2 separate regions of the Danio rerio genome follow, and region 1 is linked to region 2. A link is a contact called in public Hi-C data. All regions are on one chromosome and are shown on one strand. The core of a region is the stretch at or near the end of the contact, and the rest is flanking DNA. Distances in the headings are between cores, read along the strand shown.

What was found. Hi-C and Micro-C count contacts between places; a contact is called where the count stands out from the background.
Region 1: a Hi-C map of embryo shows a contact between it and region 2, with 3 times the contacts expected there. The contact joins two enhancer-like sites. A contact is called at or near these places in 4 of 18 Hi-C or Micro-C datasets (embryo and hematopoietic stem cells) and 1 of 4 datasets of contacts at active chromatin or transcription factors (caudal fin).

What each region holds. Positions count from the first base shown.
Region 1 is chr5:52,678,814-52,682,018 of GRCz12tu, forward strand. No RefSeq gene overlaps it. Among named protein-coding and RNA genes, the nearest start is that of mblac2, 43 kb to the right of the region's middle. Within about 2 kb of position 1,453, at least 17 of the 62 cell types and tissues checked have an H3K27ac peak or open chromatin away from gene starts, as enhancers often do.
Region 2 is chr5:52,238,759-52,241,898 of GRCz12tu, forward strand. It overlaps mef2cb (myocyte enhancer factor 2cb), which reads right to left. Exons shown (of 9, transcript NM_001130962.1): 8 at 1,680-1,815; 9 at 869-1,247. The coding sequence ends at 884. Among named protein-coding and RNA genes, the nearest start is that of si:ch211-202e12.3, 4.9 kb to the left of the region's middle. Within about 2 kb of position 1,688, at least 4 of the 62 cell types and tissues checked have an H3K27ac peak or open chromatin away from gene starts, as enhancers often do.

The DNA of each region.
Region 1 (3,205 bases), core at 203-2,702, 440 kb after region 2:
TTAGAACTTCCGTTTACAGCATTTACAACCGGTAATTTGCGATCTGAAAATGGGTTTTAATAGTGTTTTGAGTGGATTACAGAGTGTTTTTGTAACACACATTGAAAGGGTGTGTGTGTGTGTGTGTGTGTGTGTGTGTGTGTGTGTGTGTGTGTGTGTGTGTGTGTGTGTGTGTGTGTGTGTGTGCGTGTGTGTGTGCGTGTGTGTGTGTGTGTGTGTGTGTGTGTGTGTGTGTGTGTGTGTGTGTGTGTGTGTGTGTGTGTGTAAAAGCTGTTATAATCTGTCAGATGTGTGGTTCAAGCGCAAGAGAAAAACAATATCGTAAGCCGTGTTTCTTTTTGTTCTGCTTAATTACGTGCCCCCAAATAAGATATTTAAAATAAACAAAACAAAGTGATGTCATTTTGCCTGCTTTCTTTAATAACTACATTACACAATATTTGTACTTTTATTTTCAGTATTGAGTCAAACATTTTGAAATAAACTAAGTACAAAAAATGTTGAACACTTTAGTACTTCCACTTAAGTATGGTGCTTAAAGAGCACTTCAACTTTTACTCAAGTCCCTTTTTTGATAGAGCACTTGTACTTTTACTTAAGTCTGGTTATCTAGTACTGTATTCATCTCTGCAAGGAACCATAAAAAATCAATTTGAAACTACTTAATTTGATCAACTTATTAACAACTTCACTCCATGACATTTTGCAAATAAATTAAGTTCATTTTACCTGACAGATTCATGTGAAAGATTCATTTTTTTTTAAGTTTCTGATTAAACTATTAATTATCTCTTTATCATCCTGAAAACATTTTTCTCTCAACATAATAAACGTTTCTTAAATTTCAAATCAGCACATTTGTAGGATTTTTAAGGAAAATGTGACACTGAATAAAGACTGGACTAATGATACTGAAAGTTCAGCTTTGACAATAATAAATACAAATTTTAAATATATAAAAATAAATTACTTGCAATTTTTATATCAACACACAATATGACACAAAATTACATTTCATGTTATTTCTCACTGATAAATATAGCTATGTTTAATCACTTAATTAAAAGTTAAATGTTCCTAAATGAACTTAAAATTGCTAATCAGCCTTCCTCAAAACATGCAATAAGATACACACAACGCAAAGCTCCTTGTGCTATTAAATATGAATATTATTTATGTTTGGTTAAGAAATTAGGACTTATCAGCTGTCCTAAATTGCAGTACTAATTCAGACCCCAATTCAGACCCCCTCAGGCCAGTCGTGAGGTCTGTGTTAAGTGAGGTGATACAGAGGATTTGCTTTGCGATTTGACCAGAAGACAGTGTGAGTGTGTGGCCTCCAAATCCACTTCCTCACACGGAGATAATTAGCCACGTTATCAGCACAGGACACCAGAAGCCCCCCACTGGAGTGACAGGTCAGGGAGTCCAAGCAGCTGGGGGATTGGGGGAAGATAAGATGAGAAAACCAGAGCGAGAAGAAGCCTTGTATGAGACTGAAGCGGCTTCTCTGGCCTATCAGGTCCACCAGGAGCCCTCAGCCCTCATTACCATAAATTCAAATGACAAATGTGGCCGGCGCTGGCAGAGACTAATTAATTCACAAAGGGGGGAAATCGCTGGCATTAGACATCAAATCCTCCACTGCCAGAGGACTGAACAAGTGTTAAAGCACCAGAGCAAGACTTTGCTTCTCCTTTTTTTTTTTTTTTGGGTTCCTATTTTTATTTTTTTTATTCTCAGAATAAAAGGACAAAAGCTGTCACTGGGATAGTACCTTCTCAAAAAGCACGCGTTGGTACTTTTTAGGTACTTTTACACTTCAGGTACTAAATACATTTTGAGAATGACATTTGTTGTTTGTAAAAACTACTTATTTAAATTGAGCTTAAACAGCTAAATTCTTGAGATTTTGGGGGGGACAACTTAATTATTTTATGTTCAATCTTCTTAAATTTGTAAAAGCTTTTTTACAATGTATATAGCTTTTCTGTAAACTAAACAGTCTGTATTGTGACTGTCTTTTTTCTGATTTATGGAAAGTGTTGTTGTTGGCTTTGGGCAAGAAATTCAACTGGTAAATGAACAATGGATTCAAATATATCAATGACTACGTTTACACGTAATAAGTAATCAAATTATTTGCCTTAATCCGAATAAGACAGTAAAATGAATAAGGTGTTTACATGAGTTGCTTTTGAATTTTCCTTTAATGATCCCGTTTTACATGTTATAGCACATGACATAACATCATTCCGTCACCATGCTTTCCACGTTTCCTCCGGAGTTTCATGTCATTTCAGATGTTTCATTTTTAATTTGTCAACTTTAACTGCAGTTTGGCACTTTCACTTTTATTCAGAAATACATCATGGATGTCCCCCATGACAAACAAGATATTGGATACGAGTATGAACTGCTGGAAGAGTGTTGTTTTAATGGAATTTGATACCGCATGCCGTATGGCAAAAAACCTCTGCATTCACAATGCAGTTGTCTATCTTTCACTGACTCTGTAGGTGCAGAAAATACACAGAATATTTTGTACTCTGTGTATGAAATATCCTATCACAAAATTTGGCAAAAATCCTACATGATGGTAATAGTTTGATTGCGGTGTTTACATGTCTGTACTGCACTTCAACAATGCGACTAAAATCAGGACAGTCCACATGTCTTAATTTGATTCCTGTTTAGTGTAATTATGACCTTAATGGGATTAAATTAATAAAAAATTGCTGTTTACATGGTAGACTCTTAATCAGAGAATTGTCCTATTGTATCAAAATCAGATTATTGGTGTCCATGTAAACGTACTCATTGTCAAATGATCAGATCAATTTACAATTTTCTGGTTGGAAAATGTAGTAGGTTGACATTTGTTAAAAGTTACAACTGTGACAGGTTAAATAACATGTTGTTCAGTTATCAACAACTGCAAGTAATTGAATTGTAGCCTAATTCTGACTTTTGTTTCCCACTAGTCAATGTTGAATAAAACCTGATGAACATAATGTCAAAGGGGGCAGGATGTTTGTGTGATTGTTAGATCTAAGGAGTAAAATGTATGTTGTCAAATTGCAATGAAAATAAATTTGGATTAAATGGATTAAGGTTCTAATATATTAGCGAAAGGTGCAAAGGTTCAAATAATCCAGGGGTGCCCAAACTTTTTCGTATGAAGGGCCAAAAAACCAAGTATCAT
Region 2 (3,140 bases), core at 438-2,937:
ACTGAACAACAACTGCAAGTCCTAGGATTAAATGTCATCAATGGCTCTAAAAGTCCTTCATCTCCACAACTCTGTCCTGCTATTTTTATATTCCTTCTGCAGGAGAGCTTTTTTTCCTGAAATACTTCCTTTCCCCATAAGTTAACCAAGGAACCTGCACATATATCTGTACAATCCTTCGAAATTCTTGCATAACAGATTTGTTTGTGTGAAATTTGACCTTTATCGTTCCCCAGCGTTTTGTCTCTATGTACAATACGTTGAACCTGCAACATGACACCCATAACATACATTTAGCGAAGGCGCCCTCTGAAAAGAGTGGCACTGAAAAAAAACAGGTAAAAGGAATCTGTACATACTGTACTGGTACAGCAACTCAAGAGCTAAGCTGTCACCTCGGTGAAAAACGCTCTCTGCTGTGCTCAACGTCACTGAGGCAAGGACTTTACAAAAAAAAAAGAAAAGATCCAAGAGTACCTGACACTTTTTGTTGGTTTGTTACTCTGCATACATGTACACCTACACAACGTGTAAATATATATGCATATATGGTAATTCTTTACATAGTATTCCACACACTGCACAAGTTATGCATAGTAGCCCCGCCCACTAAACCCTCCCCAACCCGCTTTTACTAGTCCTCCAACCCTCCCTGAAACCCGTCAATCACATCAATATGTATAACAGAAACACTCTGATCAAATAATAATAATTAATAATAAAAACATTACAGAGAGCACTCTCTCCCCTCTCTACAGCAAATCAGAGAATAGGGGAGAGCAATGATTGTGACTAGTCAGAATCGGCAGAAAGAACATGTAGCGGCGTTTCGCACGGGGAGGTCAAGAACGCGGACGGGTCTGTCCTAGAGGGCCATTGCTTATCATGTGGCCCACCCTTCCGAGAGGCGGATGCGTTTGATGGACGGGCTGTCTTGATCGTCCAGGCCGGGCCGGCCCAATCCTAGGGGCGAGTGGAAGTCGGGACGGTGCTCGTCGCGGTCGCTTCCCTCGTGTGAGCTCCCGCAGCTGCTGAGACTATCAGCCGGTGAGCGGCCCGAGTCCTGTCGCCCCTGCGAGGTTGGGCCCTGGTGCTGCTGGTGGGATGGTAGCTGGCCGTAGCCGCCTGGTGTGGTGCTGCTGGATCGATCTCTAGGAGGAGAAACAGGTTCGGACTTGATGTGCAGGCTTTGAGTAGAGGGCAGGGACAGATTTGAACCCTGACATAAGTGAGAGCTAGAGCAATTTCTGTAGGAAGGAAAGGAAATGAAGGGGGTTATGGATCAGAATAAGTGTGCATGCACTCCTGTGCGAAAGATACAATTAAAACAGTGACATCAGATAACAATAATTATACAAAGCTACTGCAGAATGAAAGTTTGTAAATATATATATATATATATATATATATATATATATATATATATATATATATATATATATATATATATATATATATATATATATATGAGGGATCCCTTATTTTAAAATTCCAATGTTGACAGGTAGATGCAGGCAGTGTCTAGACATTTACGAACAGTATAACACTGCTTAAGTAATTCAAACTTTTTAATTGAATCTTTTACCACTAAGCTAATAATGATTAAGAGCCTTGCTGTTAGTATACCAGGGCCTTTAGAATTAAAACTGGAAGTGTGTGTGTGTGTGCGTTTGGCTCACCCCAGCTGACTGAGTGCAGAGTGCTGCATGTTCTGGATCTGATGTTGCTGCCAGCCACTCATTGAGCCCAGATGAAGTGTGTTGGCACTGTTAAAGCCAGATATAGAGGACAGATCCGCACTGCTCAGGGAATATTCTAGAAGAAAACACATGACTAGGGTTAACATTTGCGTTCAAAAACACACTGCTGCTTACTTAGAAGAACATTGTCTCCACCTGCTGGAGAGACGGAGCTATTAGATGCAGGATAAATAAGTCGTAGAGATAAGGCAGGATTTAATCAAACAAGACATCATCTAAAACATTAAGATGCAATCTAATAACATAGACAGAGGAATGTTAATCTATTTATTTTATTATTTAAAGGCTACTATTTAATGTAGTTTGAAATTATGTATTAAAACAAAACTTACAAGGAGAGAGAAAAAATGTTTTACTGAAACAAAGTTTTACTGTCTAGAATTTAATGGGTTTTGCATGGTTTTCTGTGGTCTTTAAACATAATTGCTTTATTAAATGAAGAATAGACAACAGATTAATAATAATTTGTTCTTAATTAAGCACAGAGTTTAAGAAAAGCAAGAAAAGCAACACATTATAATGCTAAAATAATTAAATGCACTCTTCATTTGATGTAAATTTACAGTAAGTGGTATGTTTAATAATATATTTTATATTATTTTATAAATAATTTCCTATATTATATTAAAATAAATGTGTTAATTTATTAACAATGATATAACCAGAGATATTTTGGTATCATTTGCATCAATTAGTTTTTATTATACATTAGCATTTTTATTATAAGTTCTTTTTAGAAATTATATTTATTAATAATTCCTTTTTATTACTACTTTTTAAATGAGTACATTAAATTACGTTTTTTAAAGCTAAACAAAGCTGGGAAATATTCTCTTATCCGAATTACAAAAAGCAATGTATAATGTGTATTTCTTTAAAGTAAAATATATACCTTTTTGCAAGAAATATAAAATGTGTACACAATGCTAAATTGTTAGTGTATAGGTGATTATAAAAGGGAAAAATATCTTTCTTACTTAGTGATTGTGTCTTTTTCCTAGTCCAGATATCTATAAATTCTACATTTCCTAAACAAGTAAAAAATAGTTTTGTTTTAAAAAATAAAAAGACACAGTTCAGTGAGTTTTTCCGTAAAAAGGCTAGATAATCTACCAGTTTGGGTAAGCAAAAAAAAAAAAAAAAAAAAGATTTGGTTAGAAATATTTGATGTATATCTTCACTGGCAGATTATTTAGATTGTTTTAATAATAAAAAAAAAATCTCAATTTTGACTGATTATTTCTGAAAACAAAACAATATTTTTTTGTGTAGAAAATGCTTCTATATATTTGGACTGTAAACAAGACAGTAAGTTTTGTTTTGTTTTGCAGTGTACACTTTAAAAAATGGAGGGTTACCTTCAAGTTACCTTGATAGTTT